Linked DNA regions of Mus musculus: all the other regions are linked to region 3. A link is a contact called in public Hi-C and HiChIP or PLAC-seq data. All regions are on one chromosome and are shown on one strand. The core of a region is the stretch at or near the end of the contact, and the rest is flanking DNA. Distances in the headings are between cores, read along the strand shown.

What was found. Hi-C and Micro-C count contacts between places; a contact is called where the count stands out from the background. HiChIP or PLAC-seq counts read pairs in DNA pulled down with a chosen protein or histone mark.
Region 1: an H3K4me3 HiChIP or PLAC-seq map of the 230-238 cell line shows a contact between it and region 3, with 9 read pairs. The contact joins two enhancer-like sites. A contact is called at or near these places in 3 of 15 datasets of contacts at CTCF or cohesin (CD8 T cells, embryonic stem cells and large pre-B cells), 31 of 484 Hi-C or Micro-C datasets (the AML12 cell line, B cells, the C2C12 cell line and 15 more), 20 of 115 datasets of contacts at active chromatin or transcription factors (the 230-238 cell line, CD8 T cells, the HPC-7 cell line and 9 more) and 1 of 9 other capture datasets (adipose tissue).
Region 2: a contact with region 3 is called in a Hi-C map of pro-B cells, with 4 times the contacts expected there. The contact joins two enhancer-like sites. A contact is called at or near these places in 2 of 15 datasets of contacts at CTCF or cohesin (embryonic stem cells and pro-B cells), 26 of 484 Hi-C or Micro-C datasets (B cells, CD8 T cells, the HL-1 cell line and 12 more), 3 of 115 datasets of contacts at active chromatin or transcription factors (T-cell acute lymphoblastic leukemia, large pre-B cells and memory CD8 T cells) and 1 of 9 other capture datasets (embryonic stem cells).
Region 4: a contact with region 3 is called in a Hi-C map of regulatory T cells, with 3 times the contacts expected there. The contact joins two enhancer-like sites. A contact is called at or near these places in 6 of 15 datasets of contacts at CTCF or cohesin (embryonic stem cells, large pre-B cells and stem cell-derived epiblast-like cells), 47 of 484 Hi-C or Micro-C datasets (B cells, the HL-1 cell line, bone marrow-derived macrophages and 10 more), 12 of 115 datasets of contacts at active chromatin or transcription factors (Th17 cells, acute myeloid leukemia, astrocytes and 4 more) and 1 of 9 other capture datasets (embryonic stem cells).

The regions. Positions count from the first base shown.
Region 1 is chr2:173,239,646-173,244,784 of GRCm38.p6, forward strand. The region is part of intron 1 of Pmepa1 (prostate transmembrane protein, androgen induced 1); the gene reads right to left. Among named protein-coding and RNA genes, the nearest start is that of Zbp1, 23 kb to the left of the region's middle. Within about 2 kb of position 3,401, at least 33 of the 459 cell types and tissues checked have an H3K27ac peak or open chromatin away from gene starts, as enhancers often do. A contact at or near this core is called in the 230-238 cell line, where this site is marked.
Region 2 is chr2:173,540,212-173,544,974 of GRCm38.p6, forward strand. No RefSeq gene overlaps it. Among named protein-coding and RNA genes, the nearest start is that of 1700021F07Rik, 20 kb to the left of the region's middle. Within about 2 kb of position 1,805, at least 13 of the 459 cell types and tissues checked have an H3K27ac peak or open chromatin away from gene starts, as enhancers often do. A contact at or near this core is called in T-cell acute lymphoblastic leukemia and pro-B cells, where this site is marked.
Region 3 is chr2:173,406,350-173,411,039 of GRCm38.p6, forward strand. No RefSeq gene overlaps it. Among named protein-coding and RNA genes, the nearest start is that of Gm14642, 14 kb to the left of the region's middle. Within about 2 kb of position 3,377, at least 83 of the 459 cell types and tissues checked have an H3K27ac peak or open chromatin away from gene starts, as enhancers often do. A contact at or near this core is called in the 230-238 cell line, T-cell acute lymphoblastic leukemia, Th17 cells and 3 more, where this site is marked.
Region 4 is chr2:173,171,336-173,176,460 of GRCm38.p6, forward strand. No RefSeq gene overlaps it. Among named protein-coding and RNA genes, the nearest start is that of Pck1, 21 kb to the left of the region's middle. Within about 2 kb of position 2,591, at least 188 of the 459 cell types and tissues checked have an H3K27ac peak or open chromatin away from gene starts, as enhancers often do. A contact at or near this core is called in Th17 cells, erythroblasts and regulatory T cells, where this site is marked.

The DNA of each region.
Region 1 (5,139 bases), core at 2,151-4,650, 170 kb before region 3:
GGCTAGCTTCTCATAGCCCCAAGGTCCCAGCCAGAAACCTCTGCCTCAAAAAACTCCTGAGAAACAATACCAGAGGCTGACCTCTGTGTCTGAGTTTGCAAGCCAGCATGTGCACGCACGCACGCGCGCGCACACACACACACACACACACACACACACACACACACAGTATTCTGTTAAAAATAAAGGTAGAACTTTTCTACACAAATCTCACTTTGAGGGGGACACAGGAAGCAGCGGGTACATCTTGCCCTCTTGTGTATGAGTTACGAACACATACAATTAAATTTATTATTAAATTTACAAGGCAGAGGTGGGCACTAAGAAACAGGTCCATTTCTAAAGCAACTTGTAACAAGACACTCAGGTAGTCTCTCTGCTGAGACTGTCACCTCTGTGTGACAAGGATGGCAGGAGGAGCAGTGTCTGGGATTGGAGGTGGGAAAGGGGCACTGGGCATTCATTCCCCAGGCTCCGCAGGGTGCATGAGACCGTGAGCTAATCCTTTCTCTTGGGCCTTGCTTTCCTCTTTATCTGGGAGAGGGTAGGGACCTGTGGCTACACCCACATCACCACAGAGAGAGAGCCAACAGCCTATCCTCAACACAGGGAAGATTCCAGAGACAAAGGTGTTCTCTCTGGGCCTTCACGGTCTGTGTAGCAATGGGAATGAGGAGGCTCTGAGACCATTCCTTCCCGATCATGTTTCATATGGGTGGTCAGGACCCATATGGCCTCCCCATATCTCAGTACTGTTCTGTCTGTCCATCCATGCATCCATGCATCCATCCACTCACCCACCTACCCATCCATTCCCACCCACCTAATTCCCCATCCATCCATGCTTACATCTGTCTGTCATTCGACCATCCATCTATCCAGGTTCTTGTCCATTCTCCATCCATCTTTTCCTCCCTTGCTAGAATCATGACTGACACTTTGGGTCCTAGGAAGTTCTGTTCTCAGATCATGATACCTACACATCCTTGCACCTCCCGTGAGTGAGGCCCAGTTCACGCCTCAAGTTCCCAGAGCGACCTGGAAGCCCTGGACTAACCCTTCCCTGGGCAGGAATCTTATAACACGGGGTCGGGCACAGATCAGCTCTGCAGTCTCTTCAGCCAGGGCCTGTCCAGCAGGTCCAGCAGGGAGTGGACAGCAAAGGCTCCCTGGGGATCTGGCCACTGAAGGAGGGACAAGCACGTAGGAGCCACAGAACAGAGGCCCAGTTTTCCATGCTTCTCCTGGTTTGAGACCTTGAGCTGGCATGCAAAGGACTGTGAGGTAGAGATGGGCCAGCTTCTCCCTCAGTGGCAGAGGACCACAGACCTCCACCTCCGTGCTTAGCTGCAGATGCTTTGCTGCAGGAGGTGACCACACAGGAGGCCAGCACCGAGCATCTAGCACCGAGTGAGACCTCGTGTGCATGCTGAGCAGGCCCGGGTAACGAGCGGTCCCGGGAAGGAAGGTGGCAGGCAGGCCTGTCTAATCACTTGAGAGCTTCGTGATTAAATGCTGCTTCAGTGAGGGAGGGCAAAGACGCACCTTTTATCTTTCTCGCTATTACCCAAATGGAAAGAACTAATGGGCTTTTTTTTTTCTATTGTCACCGGCATCGAACATCTTTAAACACCCGCTGTCAGCACAGTGTCAATCCTGTTCGTGAGTTATTGGCAGGGCAGAGAGAATTCACAGCGAGAGCGCGCTTCCATCCACGTGACTGAGGCTGTACCCCAAAGATTTCTAAAATAAGTCAGACGGACCCGATTCATTGAGCAGAGGTGGTGGGAGGGTCCAGGACGGGAGCCCTTCTGAGGCTGGCGGTGTGGATGGCCACTGCTGAGGAAGGCAGGGGCTGTTAAAACCAGGCAGCTCGTAACCTTTCAACCCTGCAAAGCTAACCTGCAGCGTGGCATGTGACAGAATTAACACTAGCATCCCCTGCTGATAGAATCCATGGGAATGAGGGGGGGCCACACTGCAGGGGGTATTTCTAGATGTCACCCAACAAACCCAGCAAACATTATTATAGAATCCCATGTACTAGTCAAAAGATGATCTCTGTCTGAGGCCCTCTTGGCCTCAGGGTGAGAGATGTCTGGGCTCCCACAGTCCCCTCTGTTGGGGGCTGCTCTGTATATTTACAGCATTCCTGGGATTTGTCTCATCACCTCCTTGGTGACATCTACATGTGGGCACAAGTCACTCCGGCTGAGAGCTGATGGCACACAGGTCTGCCAAGGGGAGGAGGCAGTCATGGTCGGACAGGGAAAAAGGGACACAGAACAGAGGCCCATTTTACAGAAAGAAAAAAAAAGGAATTAAGAATGTTGACTTCTGGCCTGGTGTGGTGGCGCACGCTTCTAATTCCAGCATTCGGGAGGCAGAGGCAGGCGGATTTCTGAGTTCGAGGACAGCCTGGTCTACAAAGTGAGTTCCAGGACAGCCAGGGCTCCACAGAGAAACCCTGTCTCGAAAAACAAAAACAACAACAACAACAAAAGAATGTTGACTTCTGAAAGGCCAAGACTGCACTTTTATCTTTTGTGTTACTCTGCTGTTTGCATTAGTGTGTGAATGTGTGTGCATGCAAGGTGTGTTTGTAGGTGTGTGTATGCATGCATGCATGCACACGCACACATGAGTGCAGGAAACCTTGGAATCTAGGTGCTGGGTCCCCCTGGAGCTGGAGTTGCAGGCAGTTAGGAGAGCCACCTGACACAGGAGCTGGGGATCAACCTTGGGTCCTCAGAAAGACTAACACAGTACTTTAACCACTAAACTGTTTTCAAGCCTCATGCTCTGCTTTTTTCCTGTGGGCGACTGAACTCAGACTCTCACGCTTGCCCACTGAACCATCCCTCAAGGCCCACTGTTTGCCCTTTTAAGAGAAGCATTCATAATTTGTTTTATCTTTTGAGACAGGGTCTCGATATATAGAACAGGCTGGCCTCAAACTTACAGAGATCCGCTTGCCTCCCCAGTGCTGGGATTCAAGGCCACCATGCCGACTACAGTCACCATTTTAATTTAAGGAATCTTAATGACATACTCAAAAGATCCCTTGTGTGAGTCTGTTTATGGATATGAGTTTCTAAGTGTTGGCCAACAATGTAGCTCATGATGCCCTCCCACCCCAGGAGGTGCCTGTGTTCCCTGGAAACCAGCATGTATTTTCCTCACTTACTGATCTTAAAGGGCCTGGCATCCCCCCCCCCCCCAACATGAGTCAGGGGCTTCAGCACCCAGGAGAAGGGAAGTGAACCCGAGCTCTGTTTCCAAGGTTTTGGAACAAAAGGCTCAGCTCTAAAGCTGGGGCACAATGCAATGGGCATTGAGCCCCTTCTCAACGGCTCTGTATTCAGTCCTAGGGGCCTCATTGACGCCTGCCGCGTGCTGAGGAGCCAAGGGTCAGCTGGGAGGAGTCTCAGTGCTCACCCGGGGGTGGCCCTGCCTTTCAGAAGACCTGGGACAGAGGCGGGTGGTGAGAAGGGGGTGGTGAGGGGCAGCCTGTATCCCAACTCCATATCGCTCCCAGTGGCCAAGAGTGTGGTGATACTGCACTGTGCGGACTCCTTCGCTGAGCCTCAGTTTCCGCTTGAGAAAAGCAGAGATTCCCGAGCACCTTCTCTGTAAGGCTGCAGAGCTGATAGAGTCAACAACCGTGGACAGTGCCATCTGGGGCTGAAGGACAGCTAGCCCCACCCTGACAGTTACAAATGCAGCTGCTCTTGCAGGGACCCAAGTTCCCTCTGAATTCCCACTTCAGGTGGCTCACAACTGCCTGTAATTCCAGCTTCAGGGGAACCTGACACCCTCTTTTGACCTCCTAGGATACACACAGACACACACACACACAGACACAAACACACACACAAATGCTCCTAGTGACAACCACTGGGAAGGCAGGCCTAACACACCTACTCAGTGTCTGCCCAAGCCCCCCCCCCCCCACCCAATTTATCACTTGTGGCCTCCTGATGGCTTTGCCCCAGTCCTGCAGCCTAGGCTACCTTCTCCCTGCTGACCTTCACTACAGCTACCTCCAGCTTTCGTTCTCCTGGCAACTTTAAACTCTTCCACGAAGGGCTTACTTCTGCGAACACCACCTGTTCCATCTGCCAGGACTTCTAAGAAAACGGTTAAGTCAGGAGTGACAGGCACTTGGCCTGTCAGGTGGCCTCTGGTAGCGGTGCCAGTCTGTCAGTATGCACTCTAGTCCAGCAGGCACCCTCGACTGGCGTGAGCCTGGCAAGCCAGAAACATGCTACCTAACTAACTGGACTTCTTCTCATCACCTCTCAAAGCCCAGCTTGAGAGCTGCCCGTGAGCACTATGGTACAAAACCAGACCACCGTAAAGAGACTCTCAGGGTCCCCTGGGCAATCTCTCCTCAGTGTTGGGAGCCATAGCAGTGCTCAAACGGCAGAGGAGAGCAGAAGTCTCTCCACACATGGCCAGTTAAGCAACAAGGAGCACTGGAGCACTACAGGTGCTCCCAGGCTATGTCTGGCTCCTACCTCCATGATGTGTGGCCCCGAGTAACTGCCTCAGCTTCAAGAGCTTGTTCCCCCAGTATAAACACTTTCTACCCTTGACCCCTTCTTAACAGGAAATTTTTATTAAACTTTATTTATTTAGTGGGTGTGGCACGGTGCACATGAGGTCAGAGGACAACTTGGGTTTTCTCCACCACACGGATCTCAGGGATTGAATCTGGTTTGTGTCAGGCTGGGCAGCAAATGCCTTTAACCTGCTGAGCCATCTCACTGAACCTGGCAATTTCCTTGGTACAAGAGAAGATATTAACCCTGGGCATATAGGTATATAAAACAGCACACAAATATTTATTGATAAGTCACAAAGAAATTTATTTAAAAGTAATTCTTTGGCATATGTATCATGTTGCTATTTATCAAGTATGAGAGCAATTTGCATACTAATGAGATAGGTGTGCCTATTTACTTCACATAAAGAATTAAATCCTGGCTGCATATGTGGTCCTGGAGGATGGCACATCCTTCTCAATGCTTTCTAGAGTTGGCTGATATTCTGATGTTGTAATAGGGAACACGAGAAGGCAAATTTGCCTGAATACTTAACTATAAAATGGCATTAAATGGTAGGCAGGGCATTTTT
Region 2 (4,763 bases), core at 555-3,054, 130 kb after region 3:
TTGGTTTCCTGCTAGATGTTTGAATTGGGAGCTCAGGCCCAGACTCAGGTTGTGAGATGTCCACAAGGTGAGTCTGTGGTCCAGACCTCCCTGCACAGGACGTCTCTCCGCACTAGGCTTGAAGTGAACCTTCTGGGGTCCACAAGCACATACCCCTTCTTCATGGGTAATATTAGCTTGATTTCTTGCTGTGATAAAACACTATGACCAAAAGCAACTTGGGAGGAAAGGATTATTTGGCTCACAGGTTACAGTCCATCAGGGAAAGCAAGAGAAGAACCTGGGGCAGGGACCTGGGGCCAGACACTCAAAGCAGAGGCCACAGAGGGGTGCTTGCTCCTCGTGCCTTACACTGCCTGCTTTTTTATACATCCTAGGACCACCTACCCAGGGAAGACACCCCCACAGGGAACTGGGCCTTCTGCATCAGTCATTAATTAATCAATCAAGAAAATGCCCACAGGCTTGCCTCCAGGCAGATTATGGAGGCATTTTCTCAGTCGAGGTTCCTTCATCTCACATGGCCCTAGCTTGTGTCACATGGACAAAGCTAACCATCCCTGGGAAATTTCATTCATAGGAATATGGTTGTAAACATCCCAAATAAAGATATCCCCTTAAACAGCAGCACACTTGAAGAGGACTGACTTTTTGGTGTTCTGGAAAGAATTCCCAGTCGCCCCCAGGGTGTCCCTGAGTCCTTGGAGAAGCCACTGTCCCCACCACCCACCATCTTCCCCTCTGCGGCAGCTCTTCTGGGGACTTGGGGACCTGCCTACCCTTCCAGAACACCCTGCCATACCAGCTCTGGGGTGGGGGTGGGGGGTGGGGTCAGCTGCAAGCAGCACAGCTCTACCTCCCCTGGGGGGGGGGGGAGATGGGGGATGAGGAGAGAGAGAAGTGGGGGGAGATGAGGAGAAAGATGGACAGGGGTGGAGATGTTCAACCAAACCACAAGTGCTGGGCATAGGTAAGGGGGGAAGAGGAGGGAAGGAGCCAAGGGAAAGGAGGAGCCAAAGGGGGCAGGATGCAAGGACCCATGGGTATGAAGAGGCAAGAGGGAAGGAGAGGGAAGGGTTTCCAGCCCAGAGAATGAGTATGGGAAAACCTGAGCACAGGGAAATGGACCCCAGGGCCAGACTCTGTGGGTAAGCTGTCATGGTGGGCATAGGTCCTCTCTGTTCCTCCTGTAGAGAACCACACCCAGCAAAGACTATGGCATCAAGACCTTCCTCCTTCCATCAACGGCGTCTGCCAAAGGGATCCTGACCTCTCTGCCCACTGGCATCTCTGTTGTATCTAGCATTCATCCAAAACTACCCCAGTTGGTGTTTAATTCCATCCCTGGACAATGGTGGTGGTCACTAACCGGGGGCTGGCCTGGGTTTGTGTATCCCTTCCACTTACTCAGATGAGGCTGGGTTCGAGGGAGCCAGGCTGGGCTGGGGCACTGGGACCAGGTACTAGGGTCTCATAGAGTTACTTCAGTCACTGCAGTGGGCCAGTGCTCCTGGAGACTCAGTCTCCCTCAAAGGGCATCTGAGAGACATATGAAGGTCCCTGTCCTGTCCTTGACCTCCAGCCCTAAAGGTTGCAGCCCCTGCTGGTAGCTCTGGGCTTTAGTTTCTTTAAAGACGAGGTTCTGTGGCTCTCTGCAGAAGGCACTATGAGTAACTGCTGAGATGGCTGACAGGGCAGGGCTCTTATCAGGTGACAGCTTGTGATCCTTGGAGACCACAGAGCCATCCCAGCAACCCTCCTGCAGGAAGGCACACAGCCTGATCTCACCATAGGCCTCTGATGTCCTGCCGCTGCCACCGCCGCCCTCTACACACTCCCCCAAGGGCCCAGAGGGCCCTTTCCTCAGCACAGCTGGGGAGACAGGACTTGCACCTGGCTCCTCCCCAGAGTCTCAGGATTTCCACAAGGCCAAGCTTCCAGGAATCTGGATGTGCACCCTGGCCAGTCACTATCAAAGACAGACAGACAGAGCCAGCATTGACTGCACACTTGCTGTGCACCATGCACACTTGCTGTGTACCATGCACACTTGCAGTGTACCATGAGCACTTGCTGTGTACCATGCACACTTGCTGTATACCATGAGCACTTTCTGTGTACCATGCACACTTGCAGTGTACCATGCACACTTGCAGTGTACCATGCACACTTGCTGTGTACCATGTACACTTGCTGTACACCATGCACACTTGCTGTACACCATGCACACTTGCTGTGTACCATGCACACTTTCTGTGTACCATGAGCACTTGCTGTGTACCATGCACACTTGCTGTAAACCATGCACACTTGCTGTGTACCATGCACACTTGCAGTATACCATGCACACTTGCTGTGCACCATGCACACTTGCTGTGCACCATGCACACTTGCTGTGCACCATGCATACTTGCTGTGTACCATGAACACTTGCTGTGCACCATGCACACTTGCTGTAAACCATGCACACCTGCTGTGTACCAGCTATTGCTCAAGAAATTCTGGGTTTATTCCACATTTCAAATGGCAGGGAGGGACTCTGGAGTCTGAGTTTAAGCATCAGGACATCAGGGCACATCGAGGCACAGGAGACCACAGTGAAGCTCCAGCAGGCTGAGCCTGTGGCAAACCCATGTGTGACAAATTTCTGCGGGGTTCGATCTATACAGATGGCCTTGGGGGCAGAAGCCAAAGAGTGCCTTTGAAGCAGCAGGGCCTTGGCAACCAGGGCTCAGCCCCTCAGGGCTTTGCCAAGGAGCAAAGGGTTCTGCTGCTCTGGAGAGGAAGCAAGGCCAGGCATCAGAGCCACCAAATCCTCGGACCCTACCCCAACCTGGTGCCAGTTCTCTTACTGTCTCAGTCATAGTTTTCCCAAAAATACTTCTTGGAAGAAAATAGTTGAAACTTTGTTTTCTACTCTGACCATTCCACAAAACCCTGATGAAGGAGTCTAGCGAGAAAGAAAGACAGTGTGCACACACACAGGTGCACACATATGTACTCATTCACACATGCGTATGCACAGGCACACTGGTACATACACACACACATACATACAGGCACACATTCATACACTAATAGGTCACTGGATACCACAGGCACACATGCACACACTCACTCACACACACATACACACTCACACACATGCCCACACACTCATACACACTCACACACATACATACTCACACACTCACACACACATACACACACACATACACACACACACACATACACACACTCACACAGGCCACTGGTTATCATCTCCACAAGTGAGTAGACATGCGAGCGTTTTCTGAGGACACACTTCCTCAGGGGGTGTCAGATCTCAGCTTGGATCCTGCTGCATCCACTTTCCACAGTCAGGGACAGCAGGGGCCTGACATTTTTCACAGAGGTAGCAACTCCATCTGATGTCTCTGAACTGCACCTCGACAAATAGCAGTCACTTCTGAATCTACTTCTCCGAAAGGTCACCAGCCAGACACCCACAGAAAAGCCAGCCGTCACTGTCACTGTCCCCGTTCCCCCTCTCCATGTCCTCCACATTGTGTCCCTCCTCCCTCAGTCTGCCTTGTAGAACTGCACAAAGGGAGAAAGGTACCAGAGAGGAAGCCCACCTGCCGGGCTTGTTACCTGCCTGGCTGCCAGCATTCCCTATTCTTCTGTTCACCAATAAGAGGCAGTCCCATCACGCACGCAGGGCCTGGCTCACATACACAGACTTGCTTCAAAGCTGTGAGGCCCATGTCTGCCCTGAACCTGAAGCCAAAACTCAACAACCACATGCTGTCCCCATGTCCTGCAGAGGGAGGCTCTTGAAGAAAGCACAGAAAACTCGGCCTCTCCCAAGTTCCCCCACGCACCCTCAGCCTGCAAGGGAGATCTCAGAACCACACTCACAAGCTCACCACCTTGGCCTGCTAAGCGCTGGCCTCTACTGTGATGGGGCTAGGGCCATCTCCACCTGCAAGGAAGGAGGAGGACTAGACCTCCAGTCTGCCAGGAAGGGAAAGGCCCTGGACACAGATGGGACAGTCAGCTCAAAGACCCCCAACGTATCTCCCTGTGCTACAAGAGGCGGGGCCCTGTCCATGAGTTCCAGTCCTTCAGCCGACTGACAGATCCTCAGTCCACAACTGAGAGCTCAGGTCATCCCACCCCCAGGAAGGACGCCTGTGTAAGGGAAGCCAGGCCTGTGCCCACCCATCCAATCACTCCTCCTAGTACTCTTGCCACTGTCCCAGAGCAAGATGAAAGCTAGCCACAAAGCTGCTGGCCTTGTGAAGACAAGACTCCAGCAGCCATGGACCCGAAGCTGCAAGAGAAGGGGCTGTGCTCTGGAAAAGAGCCTCTCGGGACCCCTGCTGAGGTCACTGTTGAGCTGAGAGTGTATGGGGGATCTCAGGGGATGGAGACAATGAGGAGCAGAGGGGAACTGGGGAGGTTGGAGGGTAGAGGACCCCTCAGGAAGAGAAGAGCTGGGGTAGTATGGTCACCAAGGTGCCCACAGCTCCCCATGGCTCCCACAGCACTCCAGTACCTCAAAGCCTGGGTCAGGCCCACCTACCCATGTGGAACATGGCAGGAGCCAACCACACTAACTGTAGGAGAGAGATGGTGGCTTGGCCTCTCTGAGCCCCAGTTTCCCCATCAGAGATGGCAGAGGAAAGAGAGACAAATCTAGCAGCCTGGCTCTCATCCCTCATGCCTTGAAGGACACTGTGCTCAAAGGTCCTGGTTTGTCAGTAATGACTGTCCTCAGC
Region 3 (4,690 bases), core at 2,127-4,626:
GAGAGAGAGAGAGAGAGAGAGAGAGAGAGAGAGAGAGAGAGAGAGAGAGAGAGAGAGAGAGAGAGAGAGAGAGAGAGAGAGAGAGAACGTAAAGGCCGATCTGGAGAGGTTCCTGCTGAAGCCATAGGGTTGGGACTGCCACAGAGCTGGTACCAGCTGACCCTACTTGACCCTGCTGCACCTGAGGCTGACATGTCCTCAGGCCCTGCTGGCTGTCCCAGGGTCAGAAGCTCCCAGGCCATATGGCTAGGTTGCTCAAGAGAGATTAGAAACATAGAGCAGTATTTAAATCTTTCCAAGTTGTAAATGTGGGTCATTTCTTCAAAACACAGACTGCACTGGGAGGTGGAAATAAAAGCCTGCGAGATGGCGATGTGCCCGCGGCTGGAACTGCACGTGATTATGCCCCTGCCCGCCTGTCTAGTTAGGAGCAGACAGGGGCCACCGGGACAAGGCATTATGGTAATGGCCTCTTTGCTTAACATCGGCTGGCCGAGCTACGCTTTAGGCACAAATGAGACAAATTAAGGGCACTCAGCTGAGAAGGACACGGTTTTTTTTTTCTCCCTGTTAAGGAGCTGAGAGAGAGAGAGTCATTAACTGCTCAGGGCTACTGGAAGGAAGGGGGAGGTCCCCAAACACAGGAGGTGCCCAGAGCCTATGACCTCATTCTGTCCCCATCTTTGTCTTGGCTGCTGCATCTGGGGAGTAAGAACCCTGCTTTCTCCAGCCCTGCAGAGCAGTAACAAGACCAAGGTGGGTAGGAGGTGGAATACTAATGCTAATGCTAATACTAATATATTTAATGTGTTTTGATTATTTTATTGACTCTTGGATTGTAGACCCAGGTTCTCATTGGTGTGTGTGCTGGGCCAATCGCCAGTGTGTACCTAATTCTGATGCCATGGACCATTTGCTTCACCTTGCATATAATGGCACAGTCTGTGACAGTGTGGGACTGGCTACATACTCAACATGCCACATCTGGAAGTCTCCACCCTGGGTAACCAAGGTAGCCGGCCACTCAGCAAAGCATATTTGGAAGGCTTGCTGGGCTGTAGTGGGTTATAAGCTAAGTCACGTGGGATGCAGGCATTTTGGAGCTAAGTCAAAACTCAGAGTGTCTGCAAGACTCTGACTTCAGGGCAGGACAAGGTCTGGTTACCCATGAGAGCAGTCCAGGCTGCTGATTGCCCCCCACAGCCTTTCTGCTCAGTGTGTGGACCCCTGGCACCACTCTAGAGCTTGTTGGACATGCTCTGACCCACTGGGTTTGACCCTGAGCTATGAGAAGCTGTCTCAGAGATTCATGGCACCCCAAGGCACTGCCTGTAAGACTTCTTAGCTCACCAGGTGGAAAGAACAGAATGGGGCTCCAGAGAAGTCAGGGCACTAAGTAAATGGAGTCTAACTCTACTTCTGGTCTCTCTAGGAGCTAAGGTCTTGAACCCACAGCTGGTGTGAGTATGCTACCCCAACTCAAACAAGTACCACATCCTATATACCCTGACATGGCAAGTTTCTGAGGGCTAGGGGTGTCCATTTTTCATAACCTGTACTTCCTAGATTGTAGCTTACTATTCACGAGAGTCCTGTAGGCTCCAAGGAAAAGAACCCCCACTTAACACTGACACCTTGAACAAATGAAGTTCACTGTTCTCTCAGATTGCAGAGCCTGGAGCTGGAGCCTGTTTGACTGGGCATGGGTTGCCAACACCAGCCGGACAGATGTCCCCATCTCCACAGTTCTGTCTCTTTCTACTTCCTGTTGATGGCCCCATGAGTTGGAAGCAAGCGGCCAGTGTTTTCCTGATACGAAGGCTGAGAATATAACCTTTTTCAGGAGAGCAAAATCTTTCTCACAAACTGCCATGACTTCTATCTAAATCTTCTTTGTGGCCACCAGAGAGGAACGTGGAGAGTTTAGATTGCCAATGGCCCGGTGCCTTGAGAAAGGAGAAGCCAGGTCTGCCTGGTGCCCAGGTGGGTTCAGGCAGGTCTTTGCCTGGCAACCCTTCTTCACCCTGGGTTCAACTGGAGGCTTATACTGCAAACCCTCTCTTAAGAAGAAAAACCTTGCTGGGCGTGGTGGTGCATGCCTTTAATCCCAGCACTCAGGAGGCAGAGGCAGGCGGATTTCTGAGTTCGAGGCCAGCCTGGTCTACAAAGTGAGTTCCAGGACAGCCAGGGCTATACAGAGAAACCCTGTCTCAAAAAACAAAAACAAACAAAAAAAAAATTTATTTTAACAGATCCAGATCTGGTGCGCTTTAACTGAAACTCCGAATGGATGAAATCCCAGTCTGAAATGCAAACAAACACCACTTGATTTAAGCAAGAAGGAAGTCCTGAAACCAGCAGGTGGGCGGGCCCCATCTCCCCACTCAGCCCTCTTCACTAGTTCTCAAAGGATGCTTTCTGACAGAGGGCCCATGCTGGTTTTTCTGCAGAACAGGGCAAGGCTCAGGCAGAGACATAACTGCTAGGCCAATTCAGGCTGATGAAGGTCTATCTGGATCTTCTCATATGTATCTGGAAGCTCATGTGAACAGGAAGTTCGGCTAACCCTATCTCTCACAGACAGTCATAGCCGTGAAGCCCAGCACGGTGGCTTTAGCTCTGCATCTGTCTCTGGCCCGACTTAAGTGTGTCCTGAATCTAAGTCAACCCACCCATGGAATGGGGCCCCTACAGGGCCAGCCTCCCAGAACTCTAGTGAGTGACTACAGATGGTACCACAAAGTGTGGACCTATGTGGAGCATGCACAAGGATCCAAAAGCCTGAGATGTTCGATTTTAAAACTCAAGGAAGCTTGAGAGAGAGCTCAGCGGCAGGATTCTTGTTTGCCTGGCATGCGCGAGGTCCGATACCCAGTACCACAAAGAGGTCAGAGAGACTGGAAGAAAAGATGTACGGGTACTTCCATGTGGTGGACCAGTCCTCCAGCCCCCTGCTGGTTCTGGGACCATCGCAGACCTGACCGTAGCTGGTAAAGCCCTTTTCTCATGCTCCCCAGAGGGGCCCCTCTGAGCCCCATAGCTAGGCTCTCCTTGTTCATAAACCAGTAACCATGCAGAGCCAGAGGCCAAAGGCCTTTTCAGTTTGAAGCCAGGCCTGAAGGAAGATGGCTGTCTCTCTGATGAGTCCACACACATCACCATTAACGACCCTGGACCGTGCTGCCCACCCAGCGGGCCTGCGCTTCCGAGGTCAGCCGGCGGTTAATGAGACCGCCACCCTTAATTAATCCGACAGGCGAGGCCTCTTCACTTCCACTCAGCCTGTCAGCAGCTGGGGTGGGGGTGGGGGTGTCTCTACGGAGTGGCTTCCTGTCTCCTTTCAACAGCTTGCTGTCTGTGGTTTCCCCGGGTCAGCCCAGGCACCTGAAGGGCATCTTCCGGCATCGTTGGGTTTTCACAGACACATTTTCTGTGTCAGACAGCTCACCCAGGAGGCCGATCAATTGAGATCTGAGATCTACGCACTCTGGGCTTCTAAATCCCTAGGAGATGAGGCAGGTAGACCTACCCTGAATCCACAGGAGCTAGAAACTATGTGTGTGTGTGTGTGTGTGTGTGTGTGTGTGTGTGTGTGTGTGTGTGTGAAAGAGACAGAGACAGAGACAGAGAATGTATGTGTGTATGTGCATGTGTGTTACAAGTTTGTGTGTGTGCATGCATATTTGTGTTTGTATATGTTTGTGTGTGTGTTCAAGTGTGTGCATGTGTGTGCATGTGTGCAGCTCCTTTTAGTTCATTTTTCAGAACCAAAAGCTACCTCAGGGCCTTTGCACCTGCTGCTGACCTCTGTAGCCCATGAGGCAGATCTTAACATCCTTATTAGTTAAAAATGAAATTATGGCCCCAGAAACAGCATGGCCTGCAAACTGGCAACGGAGTTGTGTGCAAATGCTCCCACTAATGCCAAGACTGAGTCTGTCCGAGTGGTCACAGGGTCAGACAGCACCTGCCAGAGCCAAGCTCCAGGTCAGAAAGACACTACCAATGGGATTCAACCCAACCCAATGGCAGGTTGGGTTGAGTGGGCACAGGCTTTGCAGAGCAGCCCAGAAGCATCACGAGGGGTTCTTCACTGAGTCTCTTCAGTCCCATCAGTAAAAGGGTTAAAAATGACCGTCTCGTGGACTTTCTGCCCCTTGAGGGATAGTCACAAGAGACTAGAACCAGGTGTGACTCACCGTTAAGGTGAGGTGACCCACACAAGTCACGTTTCACTCTGTGAAGAGGTGACAAAGCACTGTACAGAGTGTGAGCCACGAGGACACTTTTGTCAGGCTTCCAAGAGCTTGACTCTAGCTGCTCTCGGGCCTATAGATCCCAGTAGCCCCCCACACAACTCCTTCCTCCCAGGCAAGTCCTAGTGTGGTGCCCAGCAGTTCAACAGCTATGCATGGAACATAGCACCTGCTGAGCCTTGGCTCCGTGTGCGATGGTGTGTGTAGCCTTTTGTGTCTCCTCTCTCCTTCTTGGCTTTCTCCAGATGGTCCTCAAAGACCATGAGAAGGAACCACGGTTCAAGTTCAAACATAATCTGGTCCTAATCTCAGCTGGGGCTGGCTTTCCTTGCAGGCTTGTAGGATGCCAGATGGTGACTTCTGGCTGCCACCCCTCTTGCCTTTCTATAGGTGTCAGAACAGGGAGCTGTCCTAGAGACGCTCTAAGACAAGTG
Region 4 (5,125 bases), core at 1,341-3,840, 240 kb before region 3:
TAAACAGAGGGAACTGGGTTATGCATGCCCTCTCCTTGTCAGATAGGGAAACTGAGTCTCAGAGTTTGAGCAAGGTGGCCTCAGGGCTCATGTGACTTGCTCTCACTTGAAACAAACAACCAGGGAGAGTCATCCAAGGTCGCCAGAGCCGCCACTGCAGCAAGACACCACAGTGTTGTGACTTCTGGTCAGGTCCCGACACGACGCGCCGCGGGGAGGGCGGAGGGCTGAGGGCTGCGGCGGGAGGGCGGCACGACGCGCCGCGGGGAGGGCGGCGGGCTGAGGGCCGGAGGGGCCTCTTTAATTCATGAGCTGCTGGCAGAGGCCCCGTCTAGGGGAAGATTGATGGCCGGCTGGAGGGAGCGGTGGGTGGACTCATAAAACTGTCGGCAGCGACCATAAATCAGATGAATATTCAAGATGCGGCTTCGCCTCCAAGCAATTCCCCAGCCCTGCCGAAGCAAGATGGATCACTGCAGGAAGGTGCGCGGTGGCCTCAGAAGCCCTTGGCTCCCTCCCTCCCCAGAGTGAGGTACTCTGGACACCCAGAACTTCTGTTTCTGCCTAGAAACTCAGGAATCCGCAGAGAGGAAGAGCCAATTGCAGACCCCAGACCAAGGCAGATCCCCCTGGGCACACACTTGTGACAGTACAATCCATCTCTGTAAGACACAAATATCAACTGCAAAGGACTCTGTAGGGTGAGGGATGAGGGTAGGCAACAGAAAACAGCCCCCTCTCAGATCCAGGCCTAGAACATTCCATGCCCTGAGAGTGACCGACATCTCCGAGCCAAGCAGTGTTGGGCTTTCATGTTCTGGACAGTGGATGCACGTGGGGCTGGGACCTCAGAGCAAACTCAATTCCACCTCCACCCCAACCGCCACTCCACCCCTGCAACCGCCAAGCTCCCTCCATGTGACCACACTGACTTCTCCTTCTCATGGCTCTGTCTCTTTGGACTTGTTTAGGGAAAGGCTAATGGGAGTCTGAGCTAGTCTTTCTAGAATGTTCTCTTGAGCCAATAAATCTAAATGAGATGCTGGGAGGTGGGTTATGAGGAACTTCTGGGTACAGCCTAGAGTCCAAGCCCCTCCTAGCTCCTACCCAAATCTCTATGAGCCAAGGGGCCTCTGTTCATGTCTTCACCAATTGCAGGTGCTGGCTGTTTTAATGGCTTGTGGTCAGATGGTATCTTGAGGGAGAATTGCGTACTCTGCAGAACTCATACAGCCTCCTGAGCCCCCAAGCTGATCAGAATGAGCTCCACAGGGCTGCAGTGGGGCCTGAGACTATGAAGGCTGAGACTCAGACAGACCCTCTCCAAGCTTCCTGTGCCTGTCACTACATTGGGGTGCAATCCCTCTTCCCACCAGCCAAAGGACTGTGTGACCAGCACTGTCTGCCTCTCTGTTGTCATCTTAGGCTGCTGTCCTCAGGGCCTTTGCACTGGCTATTCCTATTGCCTGGACTTCATCTGAATGCAGATGTCTGCCCCTTGACTTTGGTGGCAGCCAACCTACATGGGTCAGGTGCTGGGAGCATTGCCATGGCAATCCCTTCATGACTCTCAAGCATGGCCATCAAGAAACAGACTCAACAAAGTATGGCACTTGCTCCAGGGCACAGCTGGGGACAGGGAAGAGGCCTGTCTCAGAGGAAGACTGTGGACCTATGCCCCCTTTGGAGTGGCCCAGAGTCTGCCCAGGGAGGAAGCTTCTGCTCTGGGTCAAGGGGATGTGAGATGCAATGTTCACACCTGAGGAACTGCATTCTTCCAGCTGAGCAAAAGGGAAGTGCTGGGCCCACTCACTTCCCTGTTTGTAGTGCTTCTTTCCCAACGCTGGGCTCCTTGCAAACCATGGCACAAGCCAGCTTAGAGTGGTAGCTCACAGTGGGCCTTGCCCCAGTGAGGAAAGAATCAAATGAGCATCACCATGGCAACCAGCTGTCAACCTAGGGGCTTAGCAACCAAGGTCAGGGCCCCTTCCCCACGGGGCTGCCTTCTCTCCCCCAAGCCAAGGAAGCTAATATCTCCATGGAAGGGTAGAGGCTGTTGCCAGAGACTCTTGTGGGCCCTGACAGTCGTTCTGATTTCTCTTGCAAACACTGAAGGCATAAACCCCCTAAACACCCCCTCTAAAGCTGTTTCCCCCTCACCCCCCCCCCCTCAAGAGGTAAAAGTTTCTTGTTCTAAACTTCAGAAGAGCCTTAGCAACCTGGGCACGTCCTGGGCAGACAAGTGCGTCATGGAAAACTTGGAGCTTGCTGATTGGCTGGTCTCTGCTGCAGCGATGCGAGTCCCTGAACACTCAGGAAAACAACATAATGTATTCCTGTCTGCAGCTCCGAGCAGAAGCTCATTTCGTGTCTTGTGTTTCCATTTCCCGAGGATTAATAAGTGTGGAGGGGACGCGGGCTTCGTGCCGAATATTTATTTAGTCAATATACACATCAATTTAGCAAATTAGAGATTGCAAGCCATTTCTGAGCACGGCTGTAAAAATAATAGCTGTGCTTTAACTGGTAATGGATTCGGGGGAGGATGGCCGCTACGTGCTTGGCACTGAATAAGGACACAGAAGTTTAGTTTGTCGAACTTCACAAAAAGCCTGAGTCACTGTGGGTGTTTGTGAAGGAGAAGATAGCTAGATTCCGGAGACAAAGCCAAGGAATGGGCTCAGGGTCTCTGAGGAGACCAGCAGGGTCCTGACACCCAGTGGGAGGGGACAAAGAGGGTCTTAAGATACCATAGGAGGGGACAAGGAGGCTCCTGAGCCACAGTAGGAGGGAAGAGGAGGGTTCTTAGAAAGAATGGGAGGGAGCAAGGAGGGTCCTGGGGCATAGTGGGAGGGGAGAGGAGGTTCCTGGGAGGGGACAGGAGGGTCCTGAGATACAGTGGGAGGAGAGAGGAGGTTCCTGGGAGGGGACAGGAGGGTCCTGAGATACAGTGGGAGGGTAGGGAAGGGTCCTAGGATACAGTGGGAGGAGACAAAGATGGTTCTGAGACCCAGTGGGAGGAGCGAGGAGAGTCTACGCCGCCCCCATAGCTGTGTGGGCAGGCTTTGGAGATTCTGGCTCTGTTAGATGTGGTGGTTTGTTCTCTAAGATAAGGCATTCACAGCCGCCTCCCCCTCCCCCCCGCAGCTGTGACAATCCCAAAATGCCCCCAGACCTAGGCTCCGTTGGAGTCTCTCTCAGTTGGGGTGTATGAAGGAGGGGAGAGTCTCCGGGCTGTATGTTTTGTTTATGGAGGCCCCACCTGCGAGCTAGATCTGCAACCTGCAGAACATCTTACAGTGCAGTCAATGCTCCTTGGTCATAGGTGGGAACCTGGAGGCTCAGAGCACCCTACTGAGCTAGGGACTGTGAGCTTCCCCCTCCCTGGTCCCTGGGAGGATCTTCTCCTCCTGTCCTCTCAAGTGTCCCTTCCTCTGAGCCCCCTTCCCCTGGCCTGGGCTGGTCACCTTCATGATCCATGTTCCTTCATCCCTTCTGAGTTCTCCACAGGCCTTGCTTGGCCTGACCCAGACTGCATTCTTGTCTATTGAAGAAGAACCTACCCAGCCCCTGCCTCTGCACTGATGAACCAAAGACTTCCAAACTGGTCCTGGTCAGTCAGCAAGCAGCAGGCAGAGATGCCAGCTGCCCACACTATGTATCAGGCCCATATCTTTTGGGGGGGGGGGTAGAATCCTTACTCTTTAACTTCTAAGCACATGAACTTGTGCCCAAGTGGTGACCAGCAAGGCAAAAGTGGAGGAGTCATGTGTGTTATTTTCCAGAAAAATTTCTTCCACATCTACTTCTCTTTCCTGGCACCTGGGAAGGGGACTTGATGGCTGGAGCACCAGCAGCAACATTGGATTATGAAGTAGAAATATTGTATTAAGTATAGAGGAGCTTAAGGGAGAGGGGATCTGGTCTTTAGTGATTTTTAGGTGTCTTGCAGAGTCTGAGCTTCCTTCCTCTGGGATTTTATTATTCAGAGGTGAAATAGATTATTTGGTTTAAGCTACTTAGGATGGTTAGTTTTAGCCATCAACTTGGCACAACCTGGGAAGTCTTCATAAAAGATTATCTAGATAAGGTTGAGAATGTATGTAGGGGAATTGCCTTGATTGCTAACTGATGCAGGAAAACACATCCCACTGTGGGTGGCACCATCCCCTAGGCTGGTGTCCTGAGCTTTGTGACAATGGAGAAATCTAGCAGAGAACAAGCAAGAGAGGAAGCATAAAGTCATTTCTCCTGCTCCTAATGATGGGTGTGGTGTGCTGAGCTGCTCTAAGTTCCTGCCTTGACTTCCCCACAGTGATGAACTGCAAACTGAATTTGTAAACTGAAGTAAAGCTCTTTACCCTCTAAGTTGGTTTTTGTCAGAGCGTTTTATCACACCAACGGAAATGGGACAGGACAGAAGTTGGTACTGAGGAAGTGGGGCTACTGCTGTAATTAGTCTGAATTTTTAAAGAAGCTTTGTTTATTTGTATGTGCATGGGGCACATTACCTACATGTATGTTTATGCACCATGTGTGTGCAGTACATGGGGCAGCCAGAAGAGGGCGCCATATCCTCTAGAACTGGAGTTAAAGATGTCTGTTAACTTTCACAGAGGTGCTGAGAACTGAACCCAGTTCTTCTGCAAGAGCGGCAAGCTCTCTTAACCATCTCTCCAGCCCCACATATATTTTTTGAGGGGAGGAACATGGAAGACTTAGGGGTGGAAAAGCCACGGGATTCTGTGGGCAGGAAGTTTAATGGCCCTTTCTGTGGAGCCACGGCAGACAGGAGTACTGACTGTGTTGTACACAGGGGAAGCCCAGCTTACAAGGTTTCAGAGAGGAATGAAGCTGGAGGCCATTTGTGTGATGTTTTAGCTAAGATCTGTGTGTGCCAATCATCTGGGGCTGAAAAGGTAGCTGTGATCATATCATCAAGGAGATTAGAACCAGTGAGGTGAAACTTTGGGTGTTTTGTCTGGATAATAGGATCCAACCAGTCTCTATGTATCCATGCATCCACCCACCCACCCACCTACCCATCATCCATCCATCGTCTACCCATCCATTAATAATCTATTCATCCACTAATTCATCCATCCATCCATCCACCCACCCATAC